Regions from separate parts of the Mus musculus genome. Here all the other regions are linked to region 2. Evidence: chromatin contacts called from public promoter capture Hi-C data. All regions are on one chromosome and are shown on one strand. The core of a region is the stretch at or near the end of the contact, and the rest is flanking DNA. Distances in the headings are between cores, read along the strand shown.

What was found. Promoter capture Hi-C pulls out the DNA fragments that hold promoters and counts their contacts.
Region 1: a promoter capture Hi-C map of second pharyngeal arch cranial neural crest shows a contact between it and region 2, with 2.9 times the contacts expected there. The contact joins the enhancer-like site here to the promoter of Cdk13 in region 2. A contact is called at or near these places in 6 of 39 promoter capture datasets (cranial neural crest, frontonasal cranial neural crest, hippocampal neurons and 3 more) and 1 of 115 datasets of contacts at active chromatin or transcription factors (embryonic forebrain).
Region 3: a promoter capture Hi-C map of pre-B cells shows a contact between it and region 2. The contact joins the enhancer-like site here to the promoter of Cdk13 in region 2. A contact is called at or near these places in 7 of 39 promoter capture datasets (the 3T3-L1 cell line, cranial neural crest, frontonasal cranial neural crest and 4 more).

Annotation. Positions count from the first base shown.
Region 1 is chr13:18,787,230-18,790,452 of GRCm38.p6, reverse strand. All of the region lies in intron 5 of Vps41 (VPS41 HOPS complex subunit), which reads right to left. Among named protein-coding and RNA genes, the nearest start is that of Vps41, 72 kb to the right of the region's middle. Within about 2 kb of position 1,647, at least 13 of the 459 cell types and tissues checked have an H3K27ac peak or open chromatin away from gene starts, as enhancers often do. A contact at or near this core is called in second pharyngeal arch cranial neural crest, where this site is marked.
Region 2 is chr13:17,803,483-17,806,725 of GRCm38.p6, reverse strand. Cdk13 (cyclin-dependent kinase 13) reads left to right here and starts at 1,629. Exons shown (of 14, transcript NM_027118.1): 1 at 1,629-3,243. The coding sequence starts at 2,075.
Region 3 is chr13:18,762,762-18,765,537 of GRCm38.p6, reverse strand. The region is part of intron 4 of Vps41 (VPS41 HOPS complex subunit); the gene reads right to left. Among named protein-coding and RNA genes, the nearest start is that of Vps41, 47 kb to the right of the region's middle. Within about 2 kb of position 1,382, at least 3 of the 459 cell types and tissues checked have an H3K27ac peak or open chromatin away from gene starts, as enhancers often do.

The DNA.
Region 1 (3,223 bases), core at 398-2,897, 980 kb before region 2:
TGAACCCCACCCAAGGAGCTCCTCTACTGTACTTCTCAGAGAACGATACCCTGAATCCTACCACCACCTATCACAAGCCACCCTGCCATTTAAGTCTCACACAAATGGAAACACATGCCAGGCCACCGCTGCCCTTCTCAGCAGTGCCCCTGTGAGCTTTCTGTATGCTGCAGCGGCTGGCTCTCTGTCGCTGCTGTGAGGTTGACAATGTGTGACTTTGTCACAATTCATGTTCTCCTTCCACTGACAGCCAGTTGCTTTGGCACCAGATCAGAACTTTGTTTGCAGTGCTTCTGCAGACATCCTTTCCTAATCTCCTGATTAACTTACACACATGTGTGAGGCCCATATAACAAGGGGTGGGAATATTAACTCACAGGCTAGAATTATGTTCATATTAATGGACAAAAATATTTAATAGACTTGTTTCATTTATTTATGATTTTTAAAAAATGTTTATGAGTGTTTTGGTTGAATGTATGTACATGCATCACATGGTTGTTGCCTGATGCCGGAAAAAGCCAGAAGACAGGTTATCAGATCTGCTGGGAGCTAGAGTTACAGAGTTACTAGGCGGTAAACCCAATCCTCTGCAAGAGCAACAGCGCTTAACCACTAAGCTGACTCTCCAGCCCCAACAGTTTGGTTCTAATTAATTCCTAGTCTTACCAGGAGAGTATGGCAAGTGTAAGAGTTACCACAGAAACAGAACTAAAGGTGGTGTTAGGACCCTTATTGATGACTCCAGCACTTGAGATGGGTTTACGTTCTTTCTGGTCTCTAGAACTTCTTTACTTATGTAGAAATTCACCCTGAGGCCATGTGCATATATGCTCTTGGTCTGAATGTCTGTCTCCCTCAGATTTTCCTGTTGAAATCCAATGTCCAAAGTAATGGTATTATGGGGGATGGCCTCCTGCAGGATGTTCCCTCAAGAATGATACACCAGTACCAGTATAAAGGGAATAAAGAAAGCTAAGTAGGCACATTTGTCTTCCTGCTTTCAGACACTAAGGAGACAAATGCATCCTTCAAACCAGGGAGGACTGTGGCAGTGTCCTCTGGGAGCAGGGAGGACATTCCTCCCCAAACACTGAACCCAGGATCCTCATGTTCACAGTTGTCAGAAATAATGTTCCCTTGTTAAAAAACTGCCCAGTCTAATAGCATTTTATTACATCAACACAGGCTAATGAGACTTCTGTGTAATATTTTAAATAACAAACTCATTTTTTGTACTCAAAAAAAGACTATGTGAACTCAATGTTTTTCTTGTTTTAATGTTCATAAGTTGTGAATGAATGATTCGTTCACCCAAGCTTCAAGCAGAGAATTCTCTCAATAGACAAATTCACCCATTAGAAAATAAAACCTTTCAGCCAGGTATGGTCAATACACCTATGCTTATAATCCAACAAGCAGGAGGATGAAATAGGAGAATTGTTCATTTGAGGCCAGTCTGTGGCTACATTCACAGACCTTGACTCAAATAAGCAAATCTTTGCTGTTCTTTCTGCTAACTGTCTAGAACTATTCGAGCATGACATAATGTGGAATTCTTTCTAAATGGATCCCAGGCATGGCCAGCACACGCCACAGCTGCTGTGGCTCTCACTGCTGGGAGGGTATGAAATCTCTTCCTTTTTATAAATTCCTGAAACTGATGTTTCTGAAGCAGAACAGTCAAGCACTGCACTCAGCAAACACTGCACTCAGCAAACACTGCACTCAGCAAACACTGCACTCAGTCAGGCCTTTACTGGACGATGGGAGGATCGATGGAGACAAGCAATTTCCACACAGTAAGGCAGGCCCTGTATCACTGACTGGTAATGGAGGAAATCAGCATGGGCCCATAGTGATGTGCTCAGTGTTAATGCCTACACAACTAGCTCCCAATTCCATCTACTTTCTTCCCAGCACAACATCTTTACAACACAGTCTCGGGTCAGACACTACTACAACTCATTAACAACTCTAACCCCATAACAGGCCTCACCTCTGATGATAAGCAGTTAGATCCCTGAGGACTAACAGTCGGCTCACCTTAGACAAACTACATCTCTTTCTGGTGGGTTGAAGTGATATCTGTAATGGTCACAACAGATAATACCCAATGTGGGTTGAAAATCTTGCTCTATCCTGCTGCTAAGGATGCTAAAGTCCACACCAATGTGCTTGTTCAAAGGATGATTCTGCTGATAACCTAAAGACCTGCCTATGATCATCAAAATCAATCGATGTGACCAGAATCCAAGTGTACCAAAGCTCCTGTAGGAAAACATCATGCCAGACAATAGAAAATACGCAAATAAGGCAAGCATGTTTTCACATGAACGCCAAAAAGAGCAAAATAGTATAACAACATTGGAAAGCTGGTTGTCAAACTGTGGAGGAAAAAAATCTGTGCCTGAATTAAGAGAGCTTTCATGAGAGGAGAAATAAAGGAAACAGGGTATTCATCAGAATAGAGATAAGTACCATTTAGAAGTTGGGTGAGCCATGAATGACCTCCTGAAGACCAGCGCCGCATGCTTACGGAAGCCTACTTACTTACTGAAGCCTAGATGTGACAAACACAAAGCCAAGCAAGCTCCTACGAAACAGGCACTGGCCTTCAGGGTTGTCCCCGACAATCCTCAGAAGTTAAGTGCCTTCTTATGTTAAAGAACACTGAAAGAGACACCACTGAGGGAGGAGCAAGCTGAGACCTCAGGTAAAGCTGGCCACACACCTGTAACGCTAGTACTTGGAAGGCTGAGGCAGGAGAATCTCAAGTTCCAGGCCAGCCTGAGCTACAAATGAGACCCTTTCTTAAAAACAAGATGACACCACCACCACACCACGTGCATGATCATTAACAGTAAGCTTAGCTGAGCACACAGGAAGACCGGAAATCCCGTACCCTCATAGGTGATGTCTCAACGGTGTCAGTGGCAGTCCTACAGTCTTCTGGAAAACTATGGACAATGCTTCACTTCAGTCATGTCATGTCCTAAGCTGCGCACTCACAAGGTACACTACTGAATTAACACAGCAGTTCCACTTCTCTTCTCCATATTCTGTATTTATTTGGTTACTGGTCACTGAAGATTATACTAATCTATAAAGGGAATCCAGTCAATGATAGCCTAGAGTATTGACTTCTATAAAGATCAAGGTTGAGATAAAGATCATAAAAATTAAAGGTCACCACAGAGAGTTTTCTTTGACAATGATATTC
Region 2 (3,243 bases), core at 380-2,879:
GTTCTGATAGGCCAGAACTCACCATCGTCCTTGACCTGTTTTAACCTCCATTGTATTGGGAATAGACATATGCCATTGCATCAGGCTTTGAAAAGCAGCATAATGGGACAGGTTGATATTTTTCTGAAAAGCTCTCCTCCTTAGTACTCCGAGTTAACAATGATGTCAAGAAGAAATTTGCTTTAGGTAACATACTTCTGAAATTTCGTTTCCCAGTATCTTTGCTTTGCCCCCTTCTGTGTAGAAGGTTCCACTGGGTGTTCCACTCAGGCCTGTCTTTGTCAGAAGTAGCTATTCAAACCTATCTTCTAGCAAGTATCTTTTGTAAACTTCAAAGTCTGAGCTTCCATCAGTTTGTGAGATGATGCTGAGGTCAACTTGATTACTAAGTATTTAAGAACTAAAAGCCAGCTGATGATCTGAATAAATTTGTTAAGGGGTAATTACATGTACCCACTGAGCAATGTTTATCTTCTTTCCAGTATTAATGACCAATAAGCCTTTTAGATTTTAATCTAATTACCCCGAATACCTAGCCTCTAACTGAAGGGCAATCTTAAGGCAAGAGATGAGGGCATTATGTAGCTGACAGCTCATAGCTTTAGTTAGATATAATTACAGGTGAAAGTACAAAGAGGGCAGCTTCCACTACTACAAAATGTTTTTAAGGTTCCTGGGATTTTTAGTAGTCCTCCTTGATATTTTGACTCATCTTTCAGATTTACTTAATGCTTTTGCTTTATAAAGAGATTTACTTATTTCATGTATGTGACACATCAGAAGAGGGATCCCCATTACAGCTGGTTGTGAGCCACCATACTGTTGCTGGGAATTGAACTCAGGACCTCTGGAAGAGCAGTGAGTGTTCTTAACCTCTGAGCCACCTCTCCAGCCCTGTGTAAGGCTTTTTAAAGGTTCCGAAACGTCAGTGTCGCGGAAGCTCGAAGCTATGAACACCAAGTATATTTTTAGGTTACGATGGGTCCTTGAACTTGGGCGTACGTGAGTCTAGTCAAGCTAACGTCACATTCGCCCTCTGTGGGGAGTCTGCTCTCACAGATGTTCCGATCCCGTGGCTGGGGAAAAGGTAGTCGTCAAGGTTCTCCCGGGTCCTGCCGTGACCTTTTCACTGGAGGCGAGCAACAAGCGCCATGAGTGGCGCCGGAGGGAAGGCCTCCAGCGACAGCACAGCGCAGCCCACGCCTCCTCTCCTTTCTTTAACCCTGCTCCTCCGTCCCACCCCTGCCGGAAGTGGAGTGGCTCCTCGCGTCACTTCCGGTGACGGCCAGGGTCCCGGCGGGCGCGAGCACGCAGCACCTCCCCTCGCCCGCGCTCGCTCTCTCCATCGGCGTCCCCGAACGTGACGAGCGTGCGCGCCGCCGACCTAGCGTTGGGTTTAGGGGCAAAAGTCTTGAGGAACGCGGCGAGTGGGTGGTGCGCGGCGAGGGCTCGGCCAGCCAGTCGCGTCGCCGTCCCGCAGGGAGAACGCGGAGGGCAGGGAGGGGCGAGCGGCGCGCGCGGAGCCCGCGTGGAGGGGCGGAGGACAGCGAGCCGCGCCCCCGCTCCGGAAGCTGCGCGCAGTGCCCTCGGGGCGCCAGGCCCAGGCCCGTCCGAGCGCCGCGGGGTGTCGCCGCCGCCGCCACAGGACGACGTGGACGCGCCGCGGCCGGCCGGCGACGGAGGCGTGCTGTGGTCGCGCCCACTGCCCTCCCGCGAGCTCGCCCCCGACGTCAGGACGATGGAGTGAAGCGCGGCCCGCGGTGGCACTTCCGCGTTGCGCCGCCGGAGCCCGAGGCCGCCGCCGCCGCCGCCACCGCCGCCGCCCGGCACGGCCGGCTTTCCGCCGAGGATAGGATCCTCCCGCGCCAGGCCCTGACGCCGCTGCGCACACACCGCGACTGGAACCGGGGACGCGCGTCCCGACCCGGATTATCGTGGCGCGACTCCCGGCCGGCCCTGCTGCTCGCTACCCCTCCGCCGCGGCTGCCGTCCCCCTTCCCGGCGGGGGACATGGCCAGGGTCTGACCCCGGAGGAGGCCGCACCCGCGCCGCACTCTGCGGCGGGCTCTAGGCGATGCCGAGTAGCTCGGACACGGCGCTGGGGGGAGGCGGGGGCCTGAGCTGGGCCGAGAAGAAGTTGGAGGAGCGCCGCAAGCGGAGGCGATTCCTGTCCCCTCAGCAGCCGCCGCTGCTGTTGCCGCTCCTGCAGCCGCAGCTCCTGCAACCGCCGCCGCCCCCGCCGCCTCTGCTCTTCCTGGCTGCCCCCGGCGCGGCCGCCGCCGCAGCCGCCGCCGCCGCGGCCTCCTCCTCTTGCTTCAGCCCGGGCCCTCCTCTGGAGGTCAAGCGGCTGGCGAGAGGCAAGAGGCGCCCCGGAGGGCGGCAGAAGCGGCGCCGCGGGCCCCGCGCCGGGCAGGAGGCGGAGAAGCGCCGGGTCTTCTCGCTGCCCCAGCCGCAGCAGGACGGCGGTGGCGGTGCCAGTAGCGGCGGGGGTGTGACCCCGCTGGTGGAGTACGAGGATGTGAGCTCCCAGTCCGAGCAGGGGCTGCTGCTGGGGGGCGCCAGCGCGGCAACGGCGGCGACGGCTGCCGGGGGAACGGGGGGCAACGGCGGGAGTCCGGCCTCCTCCTCCGGCACGCAGAGGCGCGCGGAGGGGTCGGAGCGCAGGCCGCGCCGGGACCGCCGCAGCAGCAGCGGCCGCAGCAAGGAGCGCCACCGCGAGCACCGGCGGCGGGACGGGACGCGCAGCGGCAGCGAGGCCTCAAAGGCCCGCAGCCGCCACGGACACAGCGGCGAGGAGCGGGCGGAGGCCGCCAAGAGCGGCAGCAGCAGCAGCAGCGGCGGCCGCCGCAAGAGCGCGTCGGCTACGTCCAGCAGCAGTAGCAGCCGCAAGGACCGGGACCTCAAGGCCCACCGCAGCCGGACTAAGTCGTCCAAGGAACCGCCCTCGGCCTACAAGGAGCCGCCCAAGGCCTACCGGGAGGACAAGAGCGAGCCGAAGGCCTACAGGCGGCGGCAGCGGTCCCTGAGCCCGCTGGGAGGCCGGGACGAAAGCCCGGTGTCCCACAGGGCCTCGCAGAGCCTTCGGAGCCGCAAGTCCCCCAGTCCGGCGGGAGGTGGCAGCAGTCCTTATTCCCGGCGGCTGCCGCGCTCCCCGAGCCCCTATAGCCGGCGCCGCTCGCCCAGCTACAGCCGCCACAGCTCCTACGAGCGGGGCGGCGACGTATCCCCCAGCCCGTACAGCAG
Region 3 (2,776 bases), core at 133-2,632, 960 kb before region 2:
GCAGGACAAACCCAGAACATGAATTCCTCCACCCTAACTGTGAATGGCAGCCTGCCTCTCATGGAAGGTGAAGTCAACTGCACTCTACCAAGATCTCAGGAACAGCATGCCATACTGAACCGTAGGCAATGTTCCCCCCGTGGCTTCTAGGCTTGATAGGTCACCATGACCATCCTCAACCGTAAAAAATAAGTGTCAATAATACAGAGAGGTTAAAATGCATAGAGTTCACTGTTTACATACAAACCTCCCAGCAGCCCAAAGTAGTTCTTCTTGTCAAGGTAAAAATGCTGCTTAATAGGAAACATCTGATGTGTGCTCTGCCTCCTTCGCATGCTGCTGTGTGTGGTGTGTGCATGTGTGCTTGTCTTGGCCTGTGGAAGGCAGACACAAACACTGGATGCCTGCCTCAATTAGCTCCTACCTTACTTGAGATAGGGCCTCTCACTGAACCCAGCCAGCAAACCAGAGGGTCCATCTGCACCACGTTCTTGCCAGAGCTGAGGTTACAAGCACACACTGCTATCCCCAGCTTTTCCACAGATACTGGGGTGAAAACTCTGTCCTCAAACTTGTGCAGCACCTTTTGTGCCATCTTTGAGTCTTTCTCATATTATTTTTAATTAGACATTTGTATGTGACCAGCCTATTTTAACTACTTAAAAACCAAATCACCTGATTAGAAAATAATTGTCCACAACCTGAGCTTGAACAAATATCCTTCATAAAACATGAAAAGCCAAAAGTCATGTAAAAATGAAAGGAATGAAAAGAAGCTTTGAACAGAAGTTCTCCTGCCTGAAAAGAATATAACTCTGCCCTTTTATGTCATTCGATCACTGCTTGATTGACTGCTTGATTGCTTGCTTGATTTTCAGTTTTCGTATCATAACGAGGACTCTACCACTGACTACATTCCCAGCCCTCATTGCTATCTTAGCTAATTGTTGACCTTAAATTATCACCACGCATGAGAATGCTTAAAAGGCTTTTGCTGAGCACCAAAATATCCTAAGTATTGTTTTTCTTAAGAATCTCCTCTACTCAAGACTTTTTAACTACCTTCCCTATCCCCTGTAAGGAAACATGACTAGATGTGACTACTGTAACCTTGGAAGGCTAGAGGCTCCCTGGGCCTCTAAAACCTTAGGCTGCTGTCTCTATCCAGTATCCAAGACTAAGAGCTTGTGACCATATCTGAAAAAAGGCTCCGACTTTACAGCTGTGCACTGCCAGGACACTGCAACCTCTGCAGAGCTGGGGCACAGAGTGGCCTTTCTGCCTGCAGGGGACTTATTAGATGATGTTCTTGGTCTAAATCCTAACAACCTTTAAAAGAAAAGACCGGATCTGGAAGGGATTGGCCTCTAAGGAAGTCATGTACTGCTGATCCCTAGACCTGCCTGCCTCCTGTGAAATTGCATCTTTTGCTCATCAGGCTGAAGCATTAACAGCAGCAGAAGGCTGGCTTGCACACAACACCAGACAGTAAGTAACCATACACTACACAGACATTCACCATTTGGGCACAGATTGCTTCAAGGAAAAGAATACAGTCTACAATGATAAAAGCACGTGGCCTTGTCCTTCTTAAACTAAGAAAACGTGGCATGCTGTTCAGCGTGAGATCCCCCTGCAGGTACCCTCTGCTGCAGGTGCCCTCTGCTGCAGGTGCAGGAAGAGCAGGGCAGCACCTGGACCTTATCTTCTCCGGCACCTACAGTCTTCACAGCCACATCCTACTGCTCTGAGACAATATTAAGTGTCCTAACAACTCAGTTGAAGATCTTGGACAACCTGATTCTAGTCTCACCATGGTACCTTGAATGGTTGCCTGCAACACTACATCTAAGATAAGAAGGAACACTAAATGGCCCTGCTACAGAAGTCAAGAGTGAGCCAGGAAGCAATATAAGGAACAAATAAAGCTTTTCTTCCGGGCATGCACTCTGTCAATAAAGAATTGCTGAGTCCATCCCATGTGTGCTCTGGGTTACCTCATTCAAGATGATATTTTCTAGTTCCATCCATTTACCTAAGAATTTCATGAAGTCATTGTTTTTAATAGCTGAATAGTACTCCACTGTGTAAAAGTCGGTATTAGCCCAAAAGCTCAGAATACCCAAGATACAACTCACAGACCACATGAAGCTCAAGAAGAAGGAAGACCAATGGATGCTTCAGTCCTTCTTAGAAGGCAGAACAAAATACTCATGGGAGGAAATATGGAGACAATGTGTAGAGCAGAGATTGAAGGAAAGGCCATTCAGAGACTGCCCCACCTGGGGATCGATCCCATATACAGTCACCAAACCCAGACACTTTTGTGGATGCCAAGAAGAGCTTGCTGACAGGAGCCTGATAGCCATCTCCTGAGAGGATCTGCCAGAGTCTGACAAATACAGAAGCAGATGTTCACGGCCAACCACTGGACTGAGCAGGGGCGGGCCCAGGGGAGGACTTAAGGAAAGAAATTAAGGAGCTGAAGGGGTTTGCAACCCCATAGGAAGAACAACAATATCAACCAACCAGACCCCCACCTCTCGGAGCTCCCAGGGACTAAACCAACAAAAGAGTACCCATGGAGGAACCCATGGCTCCAGCCACATATGTAGCAGAAGATAGCCTTGTTGGTCATCAATGGGAGGAGAGTCCCTTGGTCCTGTGAAGGCTTGATGCCCCAGTGTAGGGGAGTACCAGGGCAGGGAGGCAGAAGTGGGTGGGTGAGTGACTATCCTCATAGAAGCAGGTAGATGGAGAGGGGAGAGGGGGTTTT